Regions from separate parts of the Mus musculus genome. Here region 1 is linked to region 2. The links are chromatin contacts, called in public HiChIP or PLAC-seq maps. All regions are on one chromosome and are shown on one strand. Each heading gives the region's core, a stretch centred on a gene start, on an enhancer-like site or on the middle of the called end of the contact. The rest is flanking DNA. Distances are from core to core; before and after follow the strand shown. Region 1 holds the start of Ptgr2 (prostaglandin reductase 2). Region 2 overlaps Psen1 (presenilin 1).

Region 1 (6,432 bases), core at 3,258-5,757, 580 kb after region 2:
TTAATTTCTAGGGAGAATCTACTATTCATCAACTTGTGTCTATGCATAAAGTCTGAAGCATTATGGGTAAGGCCATGCACATTAGAAAAATGATTATAAGACCGACGCTATCAATCAAAACAGAGAACCACCCTCGTCACACCCATGAGCAACTAAACTCCTCTTCACTCTTTAAAAATTATTCATTTACTTTTATGCTATGTGCATTGATGTTTTGCCTGCATGTGAAGGTGTCAGACTCCCTAGAACTGGAGTTACAGGGGCTGGGAACAGAACCAGGGTTCTCACAATTACTGAGCCATCTCTCCAGCCTCTCTCTTGACTTTTAATAAAAGAATGCCCTCGAGTATCCTCCACTGCTCCCTGGTAGTATCTTCTGATCTTTATTGTGTTGTTTTAAGTAATTTTTCCATGCAACTTGGCATTCGGTGTGGATTTTATTTCAGTTCCTTGAATAAGAGTTCAAAAATCTTGAAAGCCATTCTGACCAGCCCTGTGCCATTACATCCAGCTATTCTCTCTTTTCTTTTCTGAATTGTTGGGGTTGACTGAATTCAGAGACACTTTCTCAATTTTTTTTTAATTTTCTTTTTCAGACAGTATCTTGTAGAATATAATTTTCGTTTTTGGAAACAGATTCTCTTTGTGTAGCCCTTGCTGAGCTAGAACTCACTCTATAGGCTAGGCTGGCCTCAAACTAATAGAAATCCCCCTGCCTTTGCCTCCCAAAGAGAGGTGTGCACCATCATATCCCACTTGGGTATATCTCAAAAATCTCAAATATAATCTTAATCTCATGATTATGGCTAACTGAGGGGATTGGCAAGATCAACTCATTAAAAAAAGAAAATCAAGGGGCTAGAGAGAGATGGCTCAGTGGTTAAGAGCACTGACTGCTCTTTCAGAGGTCCTGAGTTCAATTCTCAGCAACTACATGGTGGCTCACAACCATCTGTAATGGATCTGATGCCATCTTCTGGTGTGTCTGAAGAAAGTGACAGTGTACTCATATAAAACAAATACATCTTTTTTAAAAAGGAAAAGGAAATTAAAACTACAAAGATGGGCAAGTTTCTCGTGAACAATCGTCTTGTACCAGGCCATAAGGTGTAAGCAGTCTGAGAAGACTTTACGCCTGAAGACTGCTGGGCTCCTGCTATGAATCTGAGGAGTGTGAGGTGCTCTGACTGTGCCTCCTTCCATCCTACCTCACCCCAAGGGAGTGTGCGCCTGAGTAGGGTGAGCCATAAGAATAGGCAGCTCAGCCAGCCATGGAGGCGCACACTTTTAATCCCAGCACTCGGGAGGCAGAGGTAGGCAGATTTCTGAGTTCCGAGGCCAGCCTGGTCTACAAAGTGAGTTTCAGGACAGCCAGGGCTACACAGAGAAACCCTGTCTTGGAAAAAACAACCAACCAACCAAACAAAGAATAGGCAGCTCTGCTGAAGGAAGTATGACTTACAAGTAGAGCAACATCCATGCTTGGATACTGTCAACCAAAGCTGCTTCTCACAGGCAGGCCAGCAAAAGAGGGACAAAGGGCTGGATCTAGCCAGAGGGTACAGTTGGGGTGGAGCCTGAAAATTGCGGAGGGTGAACACAGGCAAAGAAGGCTCATGCCCTGATGTCCCTGTGGTGGCATTTATGTGCTGATCGATCCTTAAGGGTTTGTTTTGTCTTGTTGGGTTTTTTGGTGTGTGTGTGTGTGTGTGTGTGTGTGTGTGTGTGTGTGTGTGTGTGTTTTGAGACAGGGTTTTTCTGTGTATCCCTGGCTGTCCTGGAACTCACTCTGTAGACCAGGCTGGCCTCAAACTCAGAGAGATCCACCTGCCTCTGTGTCCAGTGTGCTGGGATTAAAGGTGCTGCTCTGCCCCTAACAACTCTAGTAATAAATGCTCATGTTTTACGATACCAAGTTTGAGGATGATTTATATGCAGCAATAGCAATGACACAATCCCCACTCCTCCCTTAATCGCAGAGGCAGAGGCAGAGGCAGAGGCAGAGGCAGAGGCAGAGGCAGAGGCAGAGGCAGAGGCAGAGGCAGAGGCAGAGGCAGAGGCAGAGGCAGAGGCAGAGGCAGAGGCAGAGGCAGAGGCAGAGGCAGAGGCAGAGGCAGAGGCAGAGGCAGAGGCAGAGGCAGAGGCAGAGGCAGAGGCAGAGGCAGAGGCAGAGGCAGAGGCAGAGGCAGAGGCAGAGGCAGAGGCAGAGGCAGAGGCAGAGGCAGAGGCAGAGGCAGAGGCAGAGGCAGAGGCAGAGGCAGAGGCAGAGGCAGAGGCAGAGGCAGAGGCAGAGGCAGAGGCAGAGGCAGAGGCAGAGGCAGAGGCAGAGGCAGAGGCAGAGGCAGAGGCAGAGGCAGAGGCAGAGGCAGAGGCAGAGGCAGAGGCAGAGGCAGAGGCAGAGGCAGAGGCAGAGGCAGAGGCAGGCAGGTATGGTTTTTACCTCCCGTGTGTGTTATTTCTTTAGAATCTATGTTTGGGTTTGGCATTATGAACAGTTATCACTTCCATGAAAATGTATTTGTTTAGCACCAAATTATCTCTGTTGCGTGGAGTGGCTATGTAGTAAGAAGGCTAGACATACTTTAATTCTTCCTCCTGAGTAATTTGCAATCTGAAAGAGATGACTTCACAGGAATTCAAATGGAGTCATTGTAGTTTAAAAGGTCATTTAGCAAACGATTACATAAACCTATCAGATTAAATGCTTATATTTAGTAGGAATGTTGGGGCGAGGGACGCAGACTGTGCCACAGTTTGTTTGCATTAGGTTGGGGGGAGAAAGGTTGGCACCTCCCTCAAGTTAAGTCTGGAAAACATTTATCTCTGGCACCGGTTAAAGGATGAGAGACAACGCAAAGCTGCAGAGAAGGAAGAGAAGGGGATCCTGAACTCACAGCAAAGGCAGAAACAGAAGGACGTATTTGCTCTCATTTGGGGACTTGTTCCTTTACGTTTAGTTCCTTCATCTTGGCGCTTGAGTGATTAATCTCCATTTCCACATTAGTAAAATGGCAGTGGCCGCAACCTTGAAAATAAAAACCAAAGCCAGTGCTGGCACCTTCAGTCCAGGCACTCAGAAGGGAGAGGCAGGTGGATCTCTTTGAGTCTAGGCCAGCCTGGCCTACAGAGTGAGGTCCAGGATACCCAGGCCTATGTAGCGGCACCGTGATGCAAACCAAACCGCACCACACCACACCACAAAAAATAAAAATAAAACCATATCAGGAAAAAAATACCCATATGATACATGGTACAACTCAAGTCATACAAACGACTGTAACCCTTAGTGTGAAGAGAAAATTCAGAAGGGAGGAAAATAAATAAACCTGAACTCCTCCATGCAGTTTTTGAACATCTGAGACCTGGAGAAAAGGGGACTTCACATCAAAAAGGGCCCAAACTAAGTTTCTTCTCTTTGAGTTTTAGATGTAATCTATAGTCTCCCTCTGTTTTCTGCTATCACTTTTATTGTTTTTGAGCGTTTCCTCTTTCTCTGGTTCACTCAGCTGACCACCAAGAGATCAGATCCTGCTGGAAAGTTATTTGGAATGTGGTAACAGTCTCCTACCCCATTCTTCAAGTTTTCCAAACGAAGTGAAAATGTTCAGATGTTCTGTTACCCGGGCCTCCAGTCCATCTGATGGCTGCCCATTTGCCGGCGGTACTGGTATTTTTCAGCTACTCTTTATACCAGAGTTAGAGCTCCGCGATTAGCCCTTGCTGGAATACAGTGCTAAGGGCGATTCCTACAGCCGCTTGATTAAGTCCGTTAGGGTTTGCAGTTCCTGGAGATCCCAAGTTATTCTAGAAACAAACCACACCCGATAGTGACTAGTCAAGTGGTTCTCAAACCATGAGTTTCTAGCTTCTTGGGGTCCCCTTAGACCATCGGAAAACATTTCCATTACGGGTCGAAACAATAGCAAAATAACAATTATGAAGTAGCAATGAAAATAATTTTATGGTTGGGGGGGTCACCACGCACGAGGGTCACAGCATTAGGAAGGTTGAGAACCGCTGCTTTAGTCCTCTAGATCTCAGCTTGTTCACCTACAAAACAAGGGTTAGACTTGATGCTATTTCTCACTGTGATTCCCCAACCTAAGACTCAGTGAATCTAACATGAATCAAGTTTCTTCCAGAGGCTGGGGCTGGCTGTCAGGGCGTCTGCCTAGACCGTGCCAGGACGCGGGTTCAACCTCTGGGGGCACAAGAGGACACAGGGGACTTGATCTGAAGTCATTAGTTAATTTGCTCTCTTGGTCCTGGAGGCGGGGTCGGCCACGGAGCCCTAATGAGGTTAACTTATGGATACTCCTTGCCTAGACTAGCAACGTATCCTGTGATTCTCACCAACCTTGGGGACCAAAGGATCGCGTATGAACTTCAAAACCCCGGCCCTAGGAGACGAGAGGGCAAGGAGGCCGGCTTAGTCCTGCGCTTGCGCAGTGTGGTCCTAGGGCTAAGGTCGTGCCGCCAGCTGACCCTTCGCTGTTCATCAAATCCCGCGAGATCTCAAACTGACAGACACGCAGGGGGGCCACTGTATCGCTGCACCGGAAGCTGGATTAAGCCCGCAGAAAAGGAGGAAGTGCCGAGCCAGGGTGACCTGTGGGCGTCCTCCTCGAGCTCCGGGCGACACCGGCGGTATAGCTTGGGACGCTAGACTAGGGAATGCCCCGTAACAGGTGCTCTCCGTTTTGTAAGAATTCCGAGGGTGAAGTTTGGGCGCGACTGTGTTTGAGGTGCTTCAGATTTGAACATCTATTGAGCGCCTACTGTGTGCCACGCATAGGGGTATACTTATGTCATGTTGAAAAACCTCAGCACCAAGAGGTTTTGATCCTCTTGGTGCTGAGGATCCAGGAAGTCGGCTTGAAAATGTGAGATTACTAGTAATTTCTGTGAAAGTGGTTAGTCGTGGGAGCCATAGAGGAAGGTTGGCTTTCTGAGGTGGACATTTGCACACGATGGCATAGACAGCACAGGGAAGGTCAGCAGAGCCCTTTGTGGCAGAATGGTTGAACAAAGTACGGCTAAACAGGAAGTGTGTTTTATTAAAAGATATTGGGGATAAGTTGTGCGACCTTGGACAAGTTATTCAGCCCCTGTATGGCGTCTGTGAAAAGGATAGCATGTTTGCAACTTCATGGCGGTGGTGTTTGAGGACGGAGTTGTATTTAAGCAAGCTGATTAATAATTTATTTTCTTCTGTATTGGGAATTGAGTCCAAGATCAGCCTTCCACCTCCCCTATGCATGCTGGGCAAGAGGTTTTTACTACTGGGCTATATTGCCAGACTGTTTTTCATTTTTATTTTGGGACAGGTTCTCACTAATTTGCCCAGGCTGGCCTTGAATTTGCCGTCTGTATTCCATCTGCCCAATAACTGGGATTACAAATGTAAGACGCTACCATGCTAGAGCATGTCAACTCACCCAGTTCTGGGATGCCTGGAAACATTCAGGAAATAAACTATATGACCCCTCCGAGGTCCCACCCAGCTAGAAACAGAACATGTCCTTTGCCCTTGTGAGTTCAGTGAGCTTTTCCTTACAATAGTCTGCTACACAGATGCTTAAGGCGTATTTTTAATGACTGTCATTGAACCAGATCTTTTGGTGGTATTTTAGAATGGTCGAATCAATTAGAAACCCACTTTAATTTAACAGCAAATGGGGTTTACTGAGGTCTACTCAGCTCTGCCTCCATTATGATGCCTCCTAACCCACTGCCCTTCAGGTCTTGAATGTGATCTTTATTTTAGATGGAGAACCTGTGAGTAAGTCATGGTTGATTTTGTTTGTTTGTTTGTTTGTTTGTTTTCGAGACAAGGTCTCTCATATCCCAGAATTCTGGCCTTGAATTTTGTTATGTAGTTAAGTCTGGCTTTGAACTCATTCCTCTCTCTTCTACCTCCCATGTGCTGAATTACAGGTGGGAGGCATCACACTGGCTCTGTTATGTGTATCTAGAGAAATAAGGCAGAATGCTGAAAATGGAGAACAGATAACTGTCACCGTGTGATGCCTAACACTGACTGTCAACTTGGGGGGATCAGAAATCACTGAATAGACAAGTTCAAGGTGTACCCATGAGGGATTGGCTTCATTTTAAGATGACTAAGGTGGGAAGATTCACCCCAAGGCTGAGTAGGACGATTTTTTAGGTTTGGGTCCTGGACTGAATAAAAACGACAAAGCCAGTTGAACACCAGCATTCCTTGTTCTGGTTTTTTTTTTTTCCCTAAAGACTTATTTATTTTATGTATATGTGTACACTGTAGTTGTGAACCTTCATGTGGTTGCTGGGAATTGAATTTAGGACCTCTGTTCACTCTGGTTGGCTCTGCTCATTTATTATTATAAATAAGTGCACTGAAGCCGTCTTCAGACGCACTCATTACAGGTGGTTGTGATCCACCATGTGGTT
Region 2 (7,069 bases), core at 3,369-5,868:
TGGGTTGGGGGCGGGGCTAGGTGGCACCTGGAGCTGTGTGTGGGGAGGTGGTCGGCTGCTGAAACTGTTGTGGTCAAGCGGGCAGGTGAGAAGGCGGTTCACAAGAATTGGACTTATGGAGTTCCGACCAATTTGGATAAAGCTTTCAATTTTAGATGCGGTGGCACCCATTCTTCTAGGCTTTGCCGGGGACCAAAGGCTCAAATGTACATCGTCTGCACATAAGCCTGGGGTTATACAGTTGGGGTTGGGGGATTAGCCTCAGGTCAAATGTCTTTGAACCCAAGGCTCCCCCAGAGGCTGGCTTCTGACACTCTGTCTTCCAAGGCTGCTGGGAGGTGGTTACACCTGGAGTCCAAAGTCTGTCGCATCAGGGGCAGAGAAAGATGGGGGAAAGGAGTGGTCCCCTATTCTCACGTGGCAGGGGCCTCAACTCCTCCAGAGTCAGGACACCAGATGATAAGTTTTTCTCCACTGGTGAAGTGAGCCAATTCAAGCCAGAGTAAAGTCAATTAAGGCAGGTTTATTAGGAAGAAGTTCTCAGGTGGGCTCACTGGTCCTAAAGTGGGGAAGGAGACAGGGGAGGAGGGAGAGAAAGAGAAAGAACATGTGCACACAGGGAGAGAGAAAATGGAGAGGGGGCAGAAAGAGACCAAAATGTTTGGATTATGTAGGAGAGCCTCTTGGGGACCGGAAGCCCGTGTAGGGACTGAGGAATGCTGGGAGAACCTGGAGGTCAGTTCCTGTCTTGGTAGATAAAATATGCATATGAAATATGCACCTCAGCTGTTTGTCCCGGGTCTGAATCCCAACAGGTACAAGTGGATTTGACTAATTACGAGTGGCTTGATAAAATTCTGCTTTATACTTAATCCAGGAACCAACACAAGACAGCAGCCCTTCGAGGTCTTTAGGCAGCTTGGAGGAGAACACATGAGAGAAAGGTTTGTTCTTCCAGAATGAAATTCGTGAGAGTTTAAAAACAAATGAGCCGTAGCCACCTCAAAGCATAAAGTCTTGTTTTCCCTTTTCAGAATCCCAAGAGGTTTTGTTTTCTTTGAGAAGGTATTTCTGTCCAGCTGCTCCAATGACAGAGATACCTGCACCTTTGTCCTACTTCCAGAATGCCCAGATGTCTGAGGACAGCCACTCCAGCAGCGCCATCCGGAGCCAGGTACAGTGTCAGTGCCGGCTGCTGCTGAGGCCGGGGCAGCTTTGCTCTACTTTGCCGAATGTCTTTTCTTGTTAAACATTAAGCTGAGGGGAAATGTCACAGCCTTGGTGCTAGGGGACCCCAAACTGCACTTGTTTTACTCTGTTCTGCGGGGGGACTTAACCTCATGTCACCCCAACTGAAACTTTGCCCATCTGCATGATATGTAAGGACCGCATGCTCCACGTTATCTGTCTTGAATGTACTCTTCTCTAGGAAGAAGTGAGTGCATTGTTTTATGTTTTCTAGTGCTGGCCAGTTTCTGACAGTGCTCGGTAAGTATTTAGTGACGGTGATTATACAATGCAAGGTAAACTGCTGGGAGCTCAGGAGAGGGGTGGGATACAGGGTATATACACAAACTCTTCACAGACCACACACACTAAATCTGTCTGTTGTAACCCTGTCAGCTAAGCACTACTGACTGGAGGCAGACTCCACAGCAGGCCTAGGAGCTGTCTAGGGAATCGGTAGAATTTTCTGAGGTACAACCAAGATGGAGGGAAACCTTGACAAGGCCAGTCTCAGGTCTGCAAGCCTGCCTTGTGTAGTTTGTACTTGCTAGTGAAAGCTGTCATTAAAGGCAAGTCACAAGTGAGGATTAGGGGAGCCTGGAGAGATGGCTCAGGGGGTCAAAGCAATTCCTGCTCTTCCAGAGGACCCAAGATAGATCCATATGAGGTGGCTCATAACTGCCTGTTAACTCCAGCTCCAGAGGACCTCTTCTAGTCTCTGAGGGGTGTGTGTGTGTGTGTGTGTGTGTGTGTGCGCACGTGCGTGCGCGCGCGTGTATGCATCAAGATTGAGCCTTAAGACTTTCTTTATACTCTGAAGATTTAGAGTTCCTCACTTTCCCATCAGTAAATTTTAGATAATTTACTGAATAATCTCAGTACGCTCCTACCTTAAATGTTTTGGGAGGACCAGGAGTGGGAGGAGCCTGTAGCTAGAATGTAAGACTTTGCATTTTAAAACTGTTATAATCCTGAACAAGTAGGGTCAAGATTAAAGTGGTTACTCCTACCACAAGTATAATAAATAGAAATCATTTTGGAAAAGACTAACCAAATCGTTCTTAGTTGGCAGTCTCATGTAAGTTTAATCACCATTATTTGTTGGTAGGTGACATAATGAGGAGACCATGTAAACCCTCTTTTGTTCCACAGATCTCTTGCCTTTACCATATCCTTGTAACCTCTTAAACAGAGGCAACCACAGGCTTCAGGAGTCCAGAAAATAGTGTCTTATCTTGGGCTGCTATGTATTAATCTTACTAATGGTAAAGGGACTTGATGTTTGATAGGTGATGTTTTTTAAAACCCAAAGATTTCTAAAACTGTTATTGTACAATGTTCTAAGCATCTAAAGCAGCGGTTCTCAACGTTGCTAACGCTGCAACCCTTTAATACAGCTCTTCATGTCATGGTGGCCCCAATCATAACATTATTTTCATTTCTACTTCCTAACTGTAATTCTGTTGCTGTTATGAATCATAACATAAATATCGGATATGCAGGATCTCTGATGTGTGACCCTTGTGAAAAGGTTGTCCAACCCCCAAAGGGGTCGCGACCCCCAGCTTGAGAACCACCGATCTAGAGTGTAGCAAGCAAATACCCAACTTTATTCAAGTTGGAGACTGTGTTATTTGGCATATAAGGCAATTTTTTTTCACCCCGCCCCGGCCCTATAAGGCAATTTTTATTAAGATTTTTCTGTGTCGGTGACTTTTTAAAAAAGATTTATTATGTATGTGAGTACACTGTTGTTATCTTCCGACATACCGGAAGAGGGCACAGGATGTCATTACAGATGATTGTGAGCCACCATGTGGTTGGTTGCTGGGATTTGAACTCAGGACCTCTGGAAGAGCAGTCAGTGCCCTTAACCGCTGAGCCATCTCTCCAGCCCCAATGTTTCTGTGTTTTAAAAGATTTTCTAATCAGGAATGGAAGTGATGATGCATGACTTTAATCTTCATACTCAGGCAACAGAGGCAGGTGGATTCTGTGAGTCTGAGGCCAGGTTACATGTTTGTCTGTACGAGCATCTCATCACCTAGATTGGAGTGAGATCTGATGTGGGTGCTGGGACCTGAACCCTGGTGAGAGTTCTTAACCCCTGAGCCTCTCTGCAGCCACAAGGGGCGTGCAGTCTGCCTGTGGGTAATTACTGAGAACGAGTGCGGTGCACTGAGGACTTCAGTGTACGTCGCTGCTGTCGGGACTTCTTAATGAAAAGCTCACTGCTTGCTCTTTTTTAATTTTTTTCAGTGTTCTGGTAACCATGGCTGTCCTGGAGCCTTTCATGTAGCCCACGTTGGCCTTTATCTTACCATCATCCTCTTACCTCAGTCTCCCATGTGTTCAGATAAAGGCAGAGCTACCATGCCTGTGAAAAACTTCTGCCTTTAATTTCTCTTAAAATAACACTATGTCTAAACCATTTTAGTAGTTAATAAGATTTTTAATTTTGGAAACCATGTATTTTTAGTATCAACTCATTTTAACAGTTTTTAAACACTTTTGTTTTCTCTTTGGTTTTTCGAGACAGGGTTTCTCTATGTAGCCCTGGCTGTCCTGGAACTCACTCTGTAGTCCAGGCTGGCCATGAACTCAGAAATCCACCTGCCTCTGCCTCCCAAGTGCTGGGATTAAAGGCGTGCGCCAACACTACCCGACAACACTTTTTTCTTTTTTGTTTTCTAAGATCGGTTCTCTTTATGTAGCCCTGGCTATACTAGAACTCAAAGCATATTTTACAACTCCTTTAAAAAGATACTTAAACTTTATTTTGTTTATTTTTAAAAGAGAGTCCATCCTACTGTGTAGACTGGACTCTGGCCCACCGGCCTTAGCTTCCCAATGCTGGCGTGATGATCGACTGCCACTAGGCCCAGTTTGTTTTGATGGGGCCTTGTTGAATTGCCCAGACTGGCCTCAATTTCAAGATCTTCCTGCCTCAACCAGAAAGTATTAGCATGTACTACTGTACCTCGCTGACAGTCTTTAAGAATGGCTCCATTGTGGAATAATTGCCATATGGTTAACTATACATAGAGGATTCAATGTGATGACTTTTTTTTTTTTTTTAATTTTCAAGATAAGGTTTCTCTGTATAACAGTCCTATCTGTCCTGGAATTCACTCTGTAGACTAGGCTGGCCTCGAACTCACAGAGACCCACCTGCCTCCCAAGCACTGGGATTAAAAGGTGTGCACCACCACTTCTGGCTCAATGCGATGACTTATAGCATGCATAAATACTCGTAAAAATCCATAAAATTCTTTGTAGTGAAGAAAAGAGCAGGCCTCATTACCCCCAAGTTGCCCATGTTCCCTTTGTGCTGTCCCCATGCCTTTCCCCACCCCTAGCAACCACCCTCAGGTCTTTTTGTCACCTCCCTCTGGGGTTACTCTTCCAGAAGTTATATAAATAGAGCCATGCTGGGCTGGAGAGATGGCTCAGCCATCAAAGGCGAGGCTCACTCAAAATTAAATAGAATCTTACAGACTTTTTTTGTCTGGCTTCTTTAATTAGCATAATTATTTTGAAATTGATGGGTGTTATGTCAGTAGTCTTGTTTTATTTCTGAGTTGTAGCCGGTTATATGCTTATGCCATAGTTCTTTGGCCAGTTCCTTGTTTCAATATTTGGGGGAGGTTTCAATTTGACATATTACAAATATTCAGTTACAAAACTTCAAATGGTCATGTGCTCATTTATTTCGGGTAAATGCCTAAGAGTAGAAAATAACCCAGTGTTGCAGGCTGTGGTGAGCTTCTTGAGATAATACCACTTTTCCAAATTGGTTGAATAACTGCATTCTTGGATTCTTGATATGCCTCGCAGCCACCCCACCCTCGTCAGCCCTCAAGGGTCAGTCCCAAGCTTTCAAACCTTTTAGAATGTATGTGCTAGCATTTCTTAGTCTTTAATTTGCATATCTCTAATGAGCAATGGTGTTGAATGTTTTTGTTTATCACGCTGATGAACCTTCTCCAGTGAGATGTCTGGTGCAGTGTGCTGCCCATTTTCAAATTGTGAGGACTCTTTATGTTCTGGATATGTAAGTTATAATACATATACCTTGCAAATCATTGAATATCAGTGAAGTCCTTTTTGTCATTTTTTTTCTCTTGGAAATGTGGGGTTTCTTTTTTTGTGAAGTTATCTATGAAATCTTATCCTGTTTTTTAAGTTTCTTTCCAAATCTTTTTTTTTTTTTTTGGTAGTTATATGCTTTATAATTTATCTGTTATTGGGTATCATGACACACACTTGTTATCTCAACTTCTTATTTGGGAAGCTGGGGCAAACCCAGCTCACAGCCCAGGCTCAAAGACAACTTTCATTTAGATCTGTGGTCTGTTTTAAGTTGATTTTGTGTATGTAACACAATATGGGTCAGAGTTTGTTTCTCTGTGGATGTCCTTGATCAGCATTGCGCTTGAAGAAGACTGTTGTTTGCAGTGAAGTGTCTTTGTGCCCTGGCACACACTGGTTCACAGATCTGGCCTCGATTCTGTCCCACTGATCAGTTAGTGCTTGTACCAGTGACACATTCCTGCTATTACTGTAATTGTATATTAGGTCTTGGTATCACTGTTTAACAAGGTGGTGGTTATTTTGGTTTTGGTTCTTAATAAAATAGTTGGGCCTGGTCGTACACATCTTTAGTCCCAACAGCAGGAGGCAGGAAGCAGATCTCTGAGTTCAAGGTCAGCTGGTCTATTTACTTTGTATATTTAAGTCCTAAGTGGTTTTGCCAATCACTTTGCAAACCTTTCTTTTAAAAGGCCAACTGGCAGTTTGTGATTGCATTGATTCCCTTCCTATGTTGTGTAGAGGATTTTTGGAACTGATATTTTCTTTTTTTTTTTTTTTTGGTTTTTCGAGACAGGGTTTCTCTGTATAGTCCTGGCTGTCCTGGAACTCACTTTGTAGACCAGGCTGGCCTTGAACTCAGAAATCTGCGTGCCTCTGCCTCCCGAGTGCTGGGATTAAAGGCATGCGCCACCACACCCGGCGGAACTGATATTTTCATAATGCTGGTCTTATTCCATGAATAGTATAATTCTATATTTATTTAGATCTTTTAACTAAAATTCTTGATTGTGGTAAATAACACAAAGTTTAAAGTTTAAAGTTTAAAGTTACCATCTCATCCATTTTGTTTCTGTTTTTGTTGTTGTTGTTGGATTTTGTTTGTTTTTGTTTTTTCAAGACAGCATTTCTCTGTAGTCTTGGCTGCCCTGGAACCCATTCTATAGACCAGGCTGGCCTCAAACTTACAGAGATCCTCTGCCTTCCCATTGCCAGGATTAAAGGCACATGCCATCACTGCCTGACTCATCATAACCAGTTTTTAACTCATAGTTTAATATTAACCACATTCACAGTGTGCTCTAGAACCATTGAACTGCCCTGCCATCTGCACGATGAGTTATCTTTTCTGGTTCTTAGTGTGACACTCTAGATCTTGCCTTCTCCTGGTTTGCTTACTTCGCTCAGTGCCGTGCACTCAAGAGTCACCCATGTCATAGTGTGACAGGATTTCTTGTCACATTTTTATTTATTTATTTATTTTTGGTTTTTCGAGACAGGGTTTCTCTGTATAGTCCTGGCTGTCCGGGAACTCACTTTGTAGACCAGCCTGGCCTCAGAACTCAGAAATCTGCCTGCCTCTGCCTCCCGAGTGCTGGGATTAAAGGCGTGCGCCACCACACCCGGCTCTTGTCACATTGTTTTCCTTCCTACTCCCTCCTGTCTTCTTTCCAACATAGCCAGGACTACAGGTGTGCACACCGTGTCTGCCTAGGAGTTCTTTAAGGCTGAGGAATTCTCTATTGCATAT

Evidence for each region. HiChIP or PLAC-seq counts read pairs in DNA pulled down with a chosen protein or histone mark.
Region 1: a contact with region 2 is called in an H3K4me3 HiChIP or PLAC-seq map of bone marrow-derived macrophages, with 3 times the contacts expected there. The contact joins the promoter of Ptgr2 here to the enhancer-like site in region 2. A contact is called at or near these places in 1 of 39 promoter capture datasets (liver), 1 of 484 Hi-C or Micro-C datasets (B cells), 3 of 115 datasets of contacts at active chromatin or transcription factors (the SCID.adh cell line and bone marrow-derived macrophages) and 1 of 9 other capture datasets (embryonic stem cells).

The regions. Positions count from the first base shown.
Region 1 is chr12:84,280,789-84,287,220 of GRCm38.p6, forward strand. It overlaps Ptgr2 (prostaglandin reductase 2), which reads left to right and starts at 4,508. Exons shown (of 10, transcript NM_029880.3): 1 at 4,508-4,688.
Region 2 is chr12:83,698,478-83,705,546 of GRCm38.p6, forward strand. Psen1 (presenilin 1) reads left to right here. Exons shown (of 12, transcript NM_001362271.1): 2 at 878-944; 3 at 1,035-1,174. The coding sequence starts at 1,088. Among named protein-coding and RNA genes, the nearest start is that of Psen1, 14 kb to the left of the region's middle. Within about 2 kb of position 4,619, at least 10 of the 459 cell types and tissues checked have an H3K27ac peak or open chromatin away from gene starts, as enhancers often do. A contact at or near this core is called in bone marrow-derived macrophages, where this site is marked.